Regions from separate parts of the Ovis aries genome. Here region 1 is linked to region 2. The links are chromatin contacts, called in public Hi-C maps. All regions are on one chromosome and are shown on one strand. The core of a region is the stretch at or near the end of the contact, and the rest is flanking DNA. Distances in the headings are between cores, read along the strand shown. Region 1 overlaps ANXA13 (annexin A13). Region 2 holds the start of FAM91A1 (family with sequence similarity 91 member A1).

Region 1 (5,082 bases), core at 2,420-4,919, 69 kb after region 2:
CCCTCTTCCCGCCCACCGCAGCAACACGGGCCTGGCTCCTCACCTTCCATCAGCCCCACTCGCTTCTCCCCATTGCTGCCTCGTGACCTTCATTTTAAACAGTTTGTGGGAGGCACTGTGGGGAGACACTGGCTCTTATATGCTGCTGGGTCAAGTGTAGACTGAGGCAGCTCCCAAGCGGCCCCCTCAGGACGAGCCAGTAAACCCTATAGCCATACATGGCTTTATGCTCTTCACTTTATTGCATTTTTACAAACTGAGTGTGTGCAGCAATGCTTCTTGGAGCAAGTCTATCAGCATAATTTTTCCAGCAGCGTTTGCTCACTTCTTGTCTCTGTGTCCTATTTTGGCAATTCTCATAATATTTCAAACCCTCCCCTGGAAGAAAGACGATGATTCACTGAAGGTTCAGATGATGGCTAGCATTTTTTAGGAATAAAGTATTTTTAAATTAAGGTATGTGCATTATTTTTTTAGACACTATTGCACACTTCACAGACCGCAGTAGAGTGTCAGTATAACTTCTTTTTTTTTACTTTTTTAACCTTTTATTTTATATTGGATTATAGCTGATCAACAATGTTGTGATAGTTTCAGGTGGACAGCAGAGGGACTCAGCCGTACATATACATCAATGTAACTTTTGTATGTACTGGGAAACCAAAAGACTCATGTAGTTCACTTTATTACGACACTCATTTTATCAGGGTGGCATGTGCCTGTAAGGCAGTCCTTCCCAGCACACACCCTAGAGAGAGACTTGCATTGCAGCACATAGCAAAATTGTTGACTGAGTGCAGCCTTGTTTGAAGTAGAGAAAAATTGGAAACAGTCTAAATGTTCATCAGTCAGAGGCTGGCTAAATAAACTGGGGCTTACTGTAGGATGGAACATTTTGTTTCCATTTAAAAAAAAAAATGCTAGGTGACTAAGAGTACGTAAGCATAGCAGGACCTTAAAGACCTATTACTGAGTGAAAAAAAGTTGAACAAATATATACAGTATTCCAGTTTTTAAACACATACACAAAACAATTCTATATATTTTCAGTAGCACAAACATGTATGTACAAATGCAAAGGGAAAATGCGCACAGAACTTCTAAAACTGGCTCCCTTGTGGGGAGGATGGGGAGTGAGATGGAGCAAGAAGGTGGTGAATGACCGTGTTAGCTTAGGGACTTCCCTGGTGGTCCAGTGGTTAAGACTGCCTTCCAGTGGAGGGTGTGTGGGTTTGATCCCTGGGTAGGGGAGCTAAGATCTTCATGGCCAAGAAACCAAAACAGAAAACAGAAAAAGTATTGTAACAAATTCAGTAATGACGTTAAAAATGATCCACATCGAGGAATCTTTAAAAAATAAATCAGCTTAGCTGTAATGCTTTCACTCTTAACTAAGGATGTGTGTGTGTGTCTGTGTGTGTGTTAGTCGCTCAGTCGTGTCCAGCTCTTTGTGACCCCATAGACTGTGACCCAACAGCTCCTCTGTCTGTGGGATTTCCCAGGCAAGGATACTACAGTGGCTAGCCATTCCCTTCTCCAGGGGATCTTCCCACCTAGAGATTGAACTCTCCCACATTGCAGGCAGATTCTTTACCCCCTGAAGCACCAGGGAAACCCCTTATCTCCACACAGCCAGGGATTTGGCTGACTTGCTCTAGGTTTGGACCTTGAGCTGCAGGGACTGCCCTCTTTGGAGGAAGTCATGAAGGCATCCTGTGTCCGGAAACAGGTTCTGCCTCTTACCTTGGCTGGTATCTGCCTATCTTATCAATAAACCCCGCCTTGAAGTATTGATTTTTTTTTTTTTATTATCTTTCCTAGGAAATCATTGCCATTAAAGAGGCCTACCAAAGGTGTAAGTGACCTTTTGTTCTGACTTTAGATACTAAAGAATGCTTCTTGCAAACTACCTCTGGGAAACTAAATCTGCTTCCTCTCCTCCTTTCTTCTTCCGCTAAAGTGTTTGACAAGAGCCTTGAATCAGATGTCAAAGGGGATATAAGTGGAAGCCTAAAAAGAATTCTGGTCTCCCTGCTACAGGTAAGAGTGAAGAGGCCTCACCTGCTTCATGATCCTGAGAAACAGCCCTTGGCAACGTGCTACCATGCTGTAAAAGTCAGTGTAGATAATAAACATTTCCTTCTCTTATTAAATTGCTACTGAGGAACCACCAACCTGTCTTCTGTCCATCTAGCTCTTCTGAAATTATTCAGTGGAGATTCTTCCCCCTGTAACAATCTGCCTTGTCATTTGCAGTCTACAATCCCTTTCTGTTAGTGAGTCATCTCATTAAGCATTGCCATCTCACTTTGCCAGTGAGGAACCTCTAGGGGTATACACAGTAACATACAGGCCAGGAGCAAGAGCCAACTCATCTGACCCCAAATAGGGTCCTTCTCATGATACAACTAACTTCCAGGATTCACCCTAAGTCTAGGCCTGTAGGAACCTCTTGGCCAGGAAAGCAGGGTTTTCAGAACTGGCCCTGCGAGGACGCAGCCCCTGGGCCTCCAGCCAGATGGCATCTGCCCTCTCATTGACACACCCGTCTTTCTGAGCTTTGTGTGTTTCCTCTGATTACTTTCCATGTGGATAGACTGATAGCAGAGAACACATAGAATAAGCTTGAGCTATAGCAGGAAGACTATATGAATGGTCTCCTGCTACGTAGCAAATTGCTGCAGATTTAGAACAACACACATCTATGACCCAGCAGTTTCCACGGGCCGGGGCTCCTGTTACAGGTTAGTTGAGTCCCTGGCTCAGGGTCTCTATAGGCTGGAATCCAGGGCTTCCATCTCCTGTGAGGCCTGGGGTCCTCTCCTAAGCTTCCTGGCTGTTGGCAGATTTCAGCTCTCTGGGGCTGTATGACTGATGCTCCTGTTTTCTTGCTAACTAAAAAGACCCTCAGTTCCTAGAGGCTACCCACAGTCCCCTGTCATGTGGCCCCAGAGAGAGTTCAGAGCATGGCTATATGGTTTCTTCCAGACCAGGGTGAGCTCATCTCTCTGACTTCTTCCATCTCTGACCTCTCAGAGCTCACCTGATTGGGTCAGACCTACCCAGGGTAACTGATTAGGGACCTTAATTACATCTGCAAACATCCCTGTTGCCACATAAACATAACACGATCACAGGGGTGACACCTCACCATGTTTACAGGTCTTGTCCACACTCAAAGGGAGGAGATTAGTGTGGGCCATCAGGGTCACCTTAGAATTCCACCTGCCACTAAAGGGCTTAAGTGAGACCTCCAAGACCTTCCATGACCAACATCCAGGGTTCTTCAGGACAGGGACCCTGAGAGGTGCAACTTGATATTTTGGAAGGAAAGAGATACCTTCCCAACAGACTCATTCTAGGGGACATCATGAGGTTTCTTAGAGGTCAGAGGGGTTTGTGAGTGACCTTGGATTCTACAAAAAAAAAAAAAAAGGAAAAATGTGTTGTCACAGAAGCTACTCTGTTTATCAGTTGTGCCCAAAAGATGGCAGCAAAGAGCAGTGCTGCCCCTTTGCCAGGCTGAGTCTAATTTTCAGGCCACTGCTCTGAAATCACCGCTTTTTCGAGGACTTTCCCTTTTTTGTTTTCTTTGCTCAAGCAGGAACTCAAGTTAATAACAACGTGTTGATTTTTCTAGGCTAATCGTGATGAAGGAGATAATGTGGACAAAGATCTAGCTGGGCAGGATGCCAAAGAGCTGTATGATGTAAGTATGCGGGTGTGCCAGTCTCTGCAAATGGTTCTCTGTTATTTAACATGATTTTCAACAATTATGTCTTTCTTTTATGTGAATCGGAATTACTTGGGAAATAAGTATGATCTTGAAAGTGTTTTTCATCTATACTGTCTTCATGAACCTAAAAGAATTGCTTATTCTATTATTTTACTCTCGTGTTAACCACCTCAGATCCATTCTGAAATAAAGGGACATATAAATAATATAAATAGATAGGTGAGGTATACTTGTGGGTTAGAAATTGAAAGCGCTAGGTCAATCCATTTGGCTTCTCTTAGGCTCATGTTTTATTGTTTCCTGTAAGTGAGGCCTGGTCACAGCTGTGTATATTTGGTCTTTTTGCAAAAGTCATTTTCAAAATGTTTGCACTTGGTTCTCTAGGCAGGGGAAGGCCGCTGGGGCACGGACGAGCTTGCCTTCAATGAACTCCTGGCCAAGAGAAGCCACAAGCAGTTACGAGCCACCTTTGAAGCCTACCAAACTGTAAGTGACCCAGCACTAAGGCAAGGAGTTCACACAGGAACAGAGTCTCAAGTTATCTCCAAAAGAAGCTGAGATCTGGGATATGGAACTGAGCGGTGGGAGCAGGGGCGGCGGGTGTCTTTTACAATAGCAGTTCTCAATCACGGATGATCTTGCACACCCTTAGGGATATCTGGGGCTTCCCAGATGGCACGGTGGTAAAGAATCCTCCTGCCAGTGCAGGAGATGCAAGAGACTCGGGTTTGATCCCGGGGTTGGGAAGATTCCCTGGAGGAGGGCACAGCAACCCACTCCAATATTCTTGCCTGGAGAATCTCATGGACTGAGGAGCCTGGTGGACTACAGTCCATAGGGTCACAGAGAGTTGGACATGACTGAACACACACACACACACGCACACAAGGGATTATTTGATCATGCCTGGAAATATGTCGCAACCAGATGTGTTGGGGGGAGCAGTGCTATTGGCATCTAGAGGGTCAAGACCAGGGATGCTGTTAAACATCTCACGATGAACAGGACAGCTCCCCACAACAGGCAACCATTCGGCCCCAGTGCAGTGCTGAGGCTGGGAAACCCCACTTTGCAGCAGAGGCTAGGACAGCAGGTCAAGTTTAGGAGCAAAGCCCTGGAGTCAGAGGGCCCAGGTTCAAATCCTGGTTTTACTGTAACAAGTGACCAGATGTCTCCATCCTCATTTGTAAAAAAAAGACCCTGAACATCATCTTCCCAACCTCAAGGGATTATTTTAAGAGTTAAATAAGATGAATATAAAAGGCTCAGGACAGTATCTGGCTTATAGTAAGCATACAAATGTTTGCCCTTATTTTCATTCCAACTGACAATTGGCTAAACAGTGC
Region 2 (4,959 bases), core at 970-3,469:
AAGAAGCAACAAGTAATCTATGGCAACAAGTGGTAAAAGGGCTGGGTTTGCATTTTAGAAACCTCACCCCAGTAGAGTATGAGGAATGGATAGGAGGGTCTTTTTCTGAAGGCAAGAGACCAGAGAGAAAGCTGATGTAGTAAACCAAAGTAGAGCCTGACCTAGGAAAACAGAGCAAAGCTAAATCCGTGAAATAACTTGTACAGAGGGGTTTTGCAACACCTTCGACAAGTGGAAGCTTATCCTAAGTGAAAATATCAATTCTTTTAATTGATGTTACCAAAAGAAGTTTTAATTTAATGTCATGTTTGTACCAGATTATAACACTGTTTGGAGATTATTTTTAATAGTTGTGACTAAGGTTTAGAAAGGCTTTGCCAACACTAGTTAAGATCGATTATTTGTTGGGCATCATGGAATCATCCATCTCTTGTCTATCAAGCTACATTTATTTTTGTGAAAGGAAGAGTAAACATGGAAACAAAGGCTTACTGGTTCTTCCAGTTGTCTTGCCATATGCCACAAAACTCTAAAGACAGAAAGTGTCCATCAAGGCCCTCATTCAAGCTTAACAAGAGAAGCTGATTCCTCCAGCTTTAGAGCTTTCTTCTTCCTGTTCAAGATTAATGTCACAAGGGCGGCCACTGCCACCCAAGGATTCGGAGTTCCTTAAATTTATCTTTCCACTTGTGTTTTTGATATCTTGAAGTGAAAGCATTTTCTCTGCCACATGATACACTGCCAGAACCTTAAATTATTCATTGCCTGGAACTAAGACCCCAAGCTGAGAGCTGCGGCAAAGTAACAATCTGTATACCATCACCACCACCATCTCAAACCCTCCAAATATGCCAGTGTTCAGGACCAATGGAAAATAGAATTTCACTCCCAACCAAGTAACGCGGTGGGAACTTGAAGGTCAACCACTGGCCAGAGAAAAACAGTGCTTTCTATACAGCACTCATCACTCCCTTCATAAGTTTCACCACCACTCCCCGTATCATGTATTTACTCATTTGTTTACTGTCTTTCTTTTCTAAAATGTAAGCTCCATGAAGACAGGGCTTTCCTTGTGTTGACTGCTGCAAATTACCCACACCTCAAACAAGGCATAGTACACAGCAGGTGTTCAACAGATATCCGCAAAACTGAGTAAAAATGACTCTCAAGCATTTGAGAACTACTTCTGAGGGAAAAAAAAGACCAAACCTCCTTGTCACTCTCTTGTTGCAACATCTCTAATAAACCCACCTGTCGGGAGGCTAAACAAAACAAAGCCCAACAAAACAAAGTAGGAAAACTCTGCAAAATCCGGCCCTGACAGCTCCCACCCCCAAACCCTAACCAAGCCCCACCTCCAGATTGTGAAAGCACGCTTTCGCTCATCTAAGCTTTTCAAAATGACTTTCTCTCTCGTTGGAAAATCTTTAATGCCCCTCTTTTCTAGCTATCTCTTATTTGTCTTTTAAAACCCATTTTAAATAGCTCTCTTACACATTCTCCTGATGCTCCATTGCCAGTTTCTGAGTCCCTCCTCTGTGCGCGCCCCTACACTATGATGCTGGTTCGTGTGAGCAGCTATCAGCCTGTAACGCAGTCATTTGTTTCTCGGCCCTTTGCCACCATCCCCAAGTTCTGAAGATCAGGAGCTGTGTTTCAAATTTGTTTCGAAGATGTCTAGCCTAGTGCCTGGTGAAACGAAGACCGAGTGCGAAGGCGCCAGGCGAATCCTGTGGTTTCCATCCCATTTCGCAACAGCCCCATCCTGCCCCTCTGGCCCCAGGGCCCCCCCCTCCCCAGCGGGTTTGGGATCGGTTAAATCCAGACCCTTAGCGGGGGCAAGGCCGGGAGTGAGCCCAGAGGCGCGCGAGCAGGTGGCAGCGGGGCTGGACCAGGTCCGCAGCTTCCGTACCTGCCTCACGTTGGCCGGCAGCTTGCTCCAGGGGTAGTTGTGCCGGATGTGGAACTCCACGTCTATGTTCATGATGCCAGGAGCCTGGCGGGGCGGCAGCGGCCGGGATCGCCGCTGGAACGACGCCTCCCGCCTGCCCGCCCTCGGCCCGTCCAGGGAGCCCGCGGGAGGCCCCGCGCCTCACACTGAGGACGGCCCGGGCTGCCCCATGGCCTGGGCTCCCGACAGCTCGGCGCGGCCCGGGCCACGGGGCACGGGAGCAGCGGAGAGGGGCTGCCGGACACCTCGGCGGCTCCAAGTTTCTTCCTAGTTTCGGGCTGGCCGGAAATGGCTTAGGGTGTGCGTCACTTCCGCTCGCCGGAGCAGGGCCGAGGGGCGGGGCCGGGGCTGGCCTGCTGCTCAGGTCCCTGCATGCGAGTGGACCAGGCAGGTGGAGCCGGTGGTACCCGGATAGTGACTCCCTGTCCGCGCGCCCCGTATCCCTCTGTCAGTCTCTGGATAAATCAATTGGGTTTGTAGTGCCAGTGCTGGATGACCCACTTTCCCCAAATGTGAGCCCGGATGGCCCTGGAGCAGGCGGCTACAGACATTTGGGTGGGATACCTAGAAGGAATGACTTGGGATGGGGGCCATAGTCGATTTTAAAAAGTGCAAGAGCGGTGAGGTTCCCGGGGGCCCCCCAACAGCCAGCCCTGAACCGAGGCCAGGGGGAAGGGGTCCAAGCTCATAAAGGAATGGGTAAGTCAGCTGTCGCCACAGTGGAGTGGTAGAGCAAAGGGCTAGTGATCCTTCATCTCCACCTGGTAGTTGCATCTTGTGCAAGAGAAACAACTGGGCTCTCCTTCAAAGGTCCAAATGCTCGTTTTGCTTTGTGGACTGCCCTGCAGCTTGCAGGATCTTAGTTCCCCAACCAGGGATTGAACCTGGGTCCTCAGCAGTGAATGGCAGAGTCCTAACCACTGGACCACCAAGCAGTTCCCACAAAGGTCCAGATCAGGACTTCAGGGAACTGAATGTTAGACAGCTGGTGCTGATGTGGGAGAGGCCCGGAGGGAATCTAAGATAAACATTCTTGCATACAGCTGCTCTGCTCCTTACAAATGTCTCCAGAGTCACTTTTAAAAGGCAAAAATTCAGCCTATCTTAATTTCAGTTCTATTAGGAAGATCTTTGCGAACACTTTCATCCAGAATTTGTTACAGTGGCTTAGCAAATTCATGACCTTTGCTACTGGCAAGTAGCCACAGACCAGTTCAGTATTTTTGTGACTACATTTCAGTTTTAAACAATGGTTTTAAAAAATATTCTATTACACACATGCCAGATATACAACTTGGAAAGTTTTATGATGCCTAGGGCACAGCTCAGCAGCTGGCCAGTCCAACACATAGCAGGGACCTCATTATGTCTGATGAGTTGAAACAAATGGGCTTCCCAGGTGGCATAGTGGTAAACAATCAGCCTGCCAATGCAGGAGATGCAGGAGACACAGGTTCCATCCTTGAGTCAGGAAGATCCCCTGGAGGAGGAAGTAGCAACCCACCCCAGTATTCTTGCCTGGGGAATACTATGGACAGAGAAGACTGGCGGGCTGCAGCCCATAGGGTCACAAAGAGTCGAGAGTCGGACATGACTGAAGCAATTGAGCATGCAGGCATGCAGTGGGTCTTCTTAGTTGCAGCACGCGGGATCTTTTTTTAGTTGCAGCATGACTCTTGGTTGCCAGTGGCATATGGGATCTAGTTCCCCAACCAGAGATCAAACCCAGGCCCCCTGCATTGGGAACTCGGACTCAGCCACTGGACCACTAGGGAAGTCCCCATGGAGCCTTGGTAAACAGTAATGTCCATCCTTTTAGGTCCTTGACCCAGGCCTCCGGTCATTTCTGCTTCAGTAGGACTTTGCTATTCAAGTTTCAGAGAGGTCAGAAACTGCAGAGTGTTGGAAGCCCCATACCAGAAGCTACCATTCAAATTAACCTTATGGGTAAAAAATATGTTTAAAATTACAAGTGCAATGAGATTCAGTCTTCTTTGACTTTCCCAATGTGGACTAAGGAAAATTACTCAGGTGTCTTGAGCAGCTGCCCTTCAGAAAGACTACAGAACTATTTCATTACTACAACAAAAATAAGGAGCAGAAACAACCTGGAAGTAGGGAGTTATCCGGTGGTCTAATTTCACGGTCTCCAGAATGTTACTCCCTGTGGCCAACAGATTAATGACTCCCAAAATGTCCATGTCTCAATCCCTGGAACCTGAGAATATGTTAACCTCACAGAAGGGACTTTGCTGATGTGATTAAGCGAAGGATCTTGAGATGGGAGGTTATCCCAGATTATCCGAGCAGGCTCGATGTAATCCCAGCGTCCTTAGGAGAGGGAGGTGGGAAAGCCAGAGTCAGAGATGAAGGTGTGACAGCTGAAGCAGAGGATGTAGTGACACAGAGCCACAGGCCTTCTTGGATCTGGAAAAGAAAAACAGATCCTCTGGCCAAGCTTCCAAAAAGATCCTAGGCCTGCCAACTCATTTTGGACTTCTAATCTCCAGAACTCTTAAGATCATGCATTTGTGTTGTTTTATGCCACTACATTTGCAATAATTTATTACCACATCCATAGGAAATTAATATCCTCCCACACCAATCAAGTACTCCAACACTCGAATAGCTGATGCATCAAATTTCATAATTAAATCATTTTTTTTGAAGTATAAATACCCTTGGAACTTCCCAGGTGGCACAGTGGTAAAGAATCTGCCTACCAATGCAGGAGATGCAAGAGACTTCAGGTTCAATCCCTGGGTCGGGAAGCCCCTGGAGGATGCAACGGCAATCCACTCAAGTATTCTTGTCTGAAGAATCCCATGGACGAAGGAGCCTGGTGGGCTACAGTTCATAGGGTGCAAAGAATCAGACATGACTGAGTACACAGGCACACATACATACTCTTAGTGGGAATAAAACCTCTTTAGCCTTATCGTTTTTTATTATGGACAAACTATCACATCTTTTTAAAAATACATATATATTTACTTATCTACTTACTT

Evidence for each region. Hi-C and Micro-C count contacts between places; a contact is called where the count stands out from the background.
Region 1: a contact with region 2 is called in a Hi-C map of hypothalamus, with 3 times the contacts expected there. The contact joins the enhancer-like site here to the promoter of FAM91A1 in region 2. A contact is called at or near these places in 8 of 16 Hi-C or Micro-C datasets (hypothalamus, liver, mixed tissues and 4 more).

Annotation. Positions count from the first base shown.
Region 1 is chr9:29,208,877-29,213,958 of ARS-UI_Ramb_v3.0, forward strand. ANXA13 (annexin A13) reads left to right here. Exons shown (of 11, transcript XM_060393680.1): 6 at 1,822-1,855; 7 at 1,961-2,040; 8 at 3,641-3,709; 9 at 4,121-4,222. It overlaps LOC132657212 (a long non-coding RNA gene), which reads right to left. Exons shown (of 2, transcript XR_009595047.1): 2 at 526-5,082. Among named protein-coding and RNA genes, the nearest start is that of ANXA13, 42 kb to the left of the region's middle. Within about 2 kb of position 3,670, at least 16 of the 54 cell types and tissues checked have an H3K27ac peak or open chromatin away from gene starts, as enhancers often do. A contact at or near this core is called in hypothalamus and liver, where this site is marked.
Region 2 is chr9:29,141,123-29,146,081 of ARS-UI_Ramb_v3.0, forward strand. FAM91A1 (family with sequence similarity 91 member A1) reads right to left here and starts at 2,220. Exons shown (of 23, transcript XM_060393671.1): 1 at 1,913-2,220. The coding sequence starts at 1,984.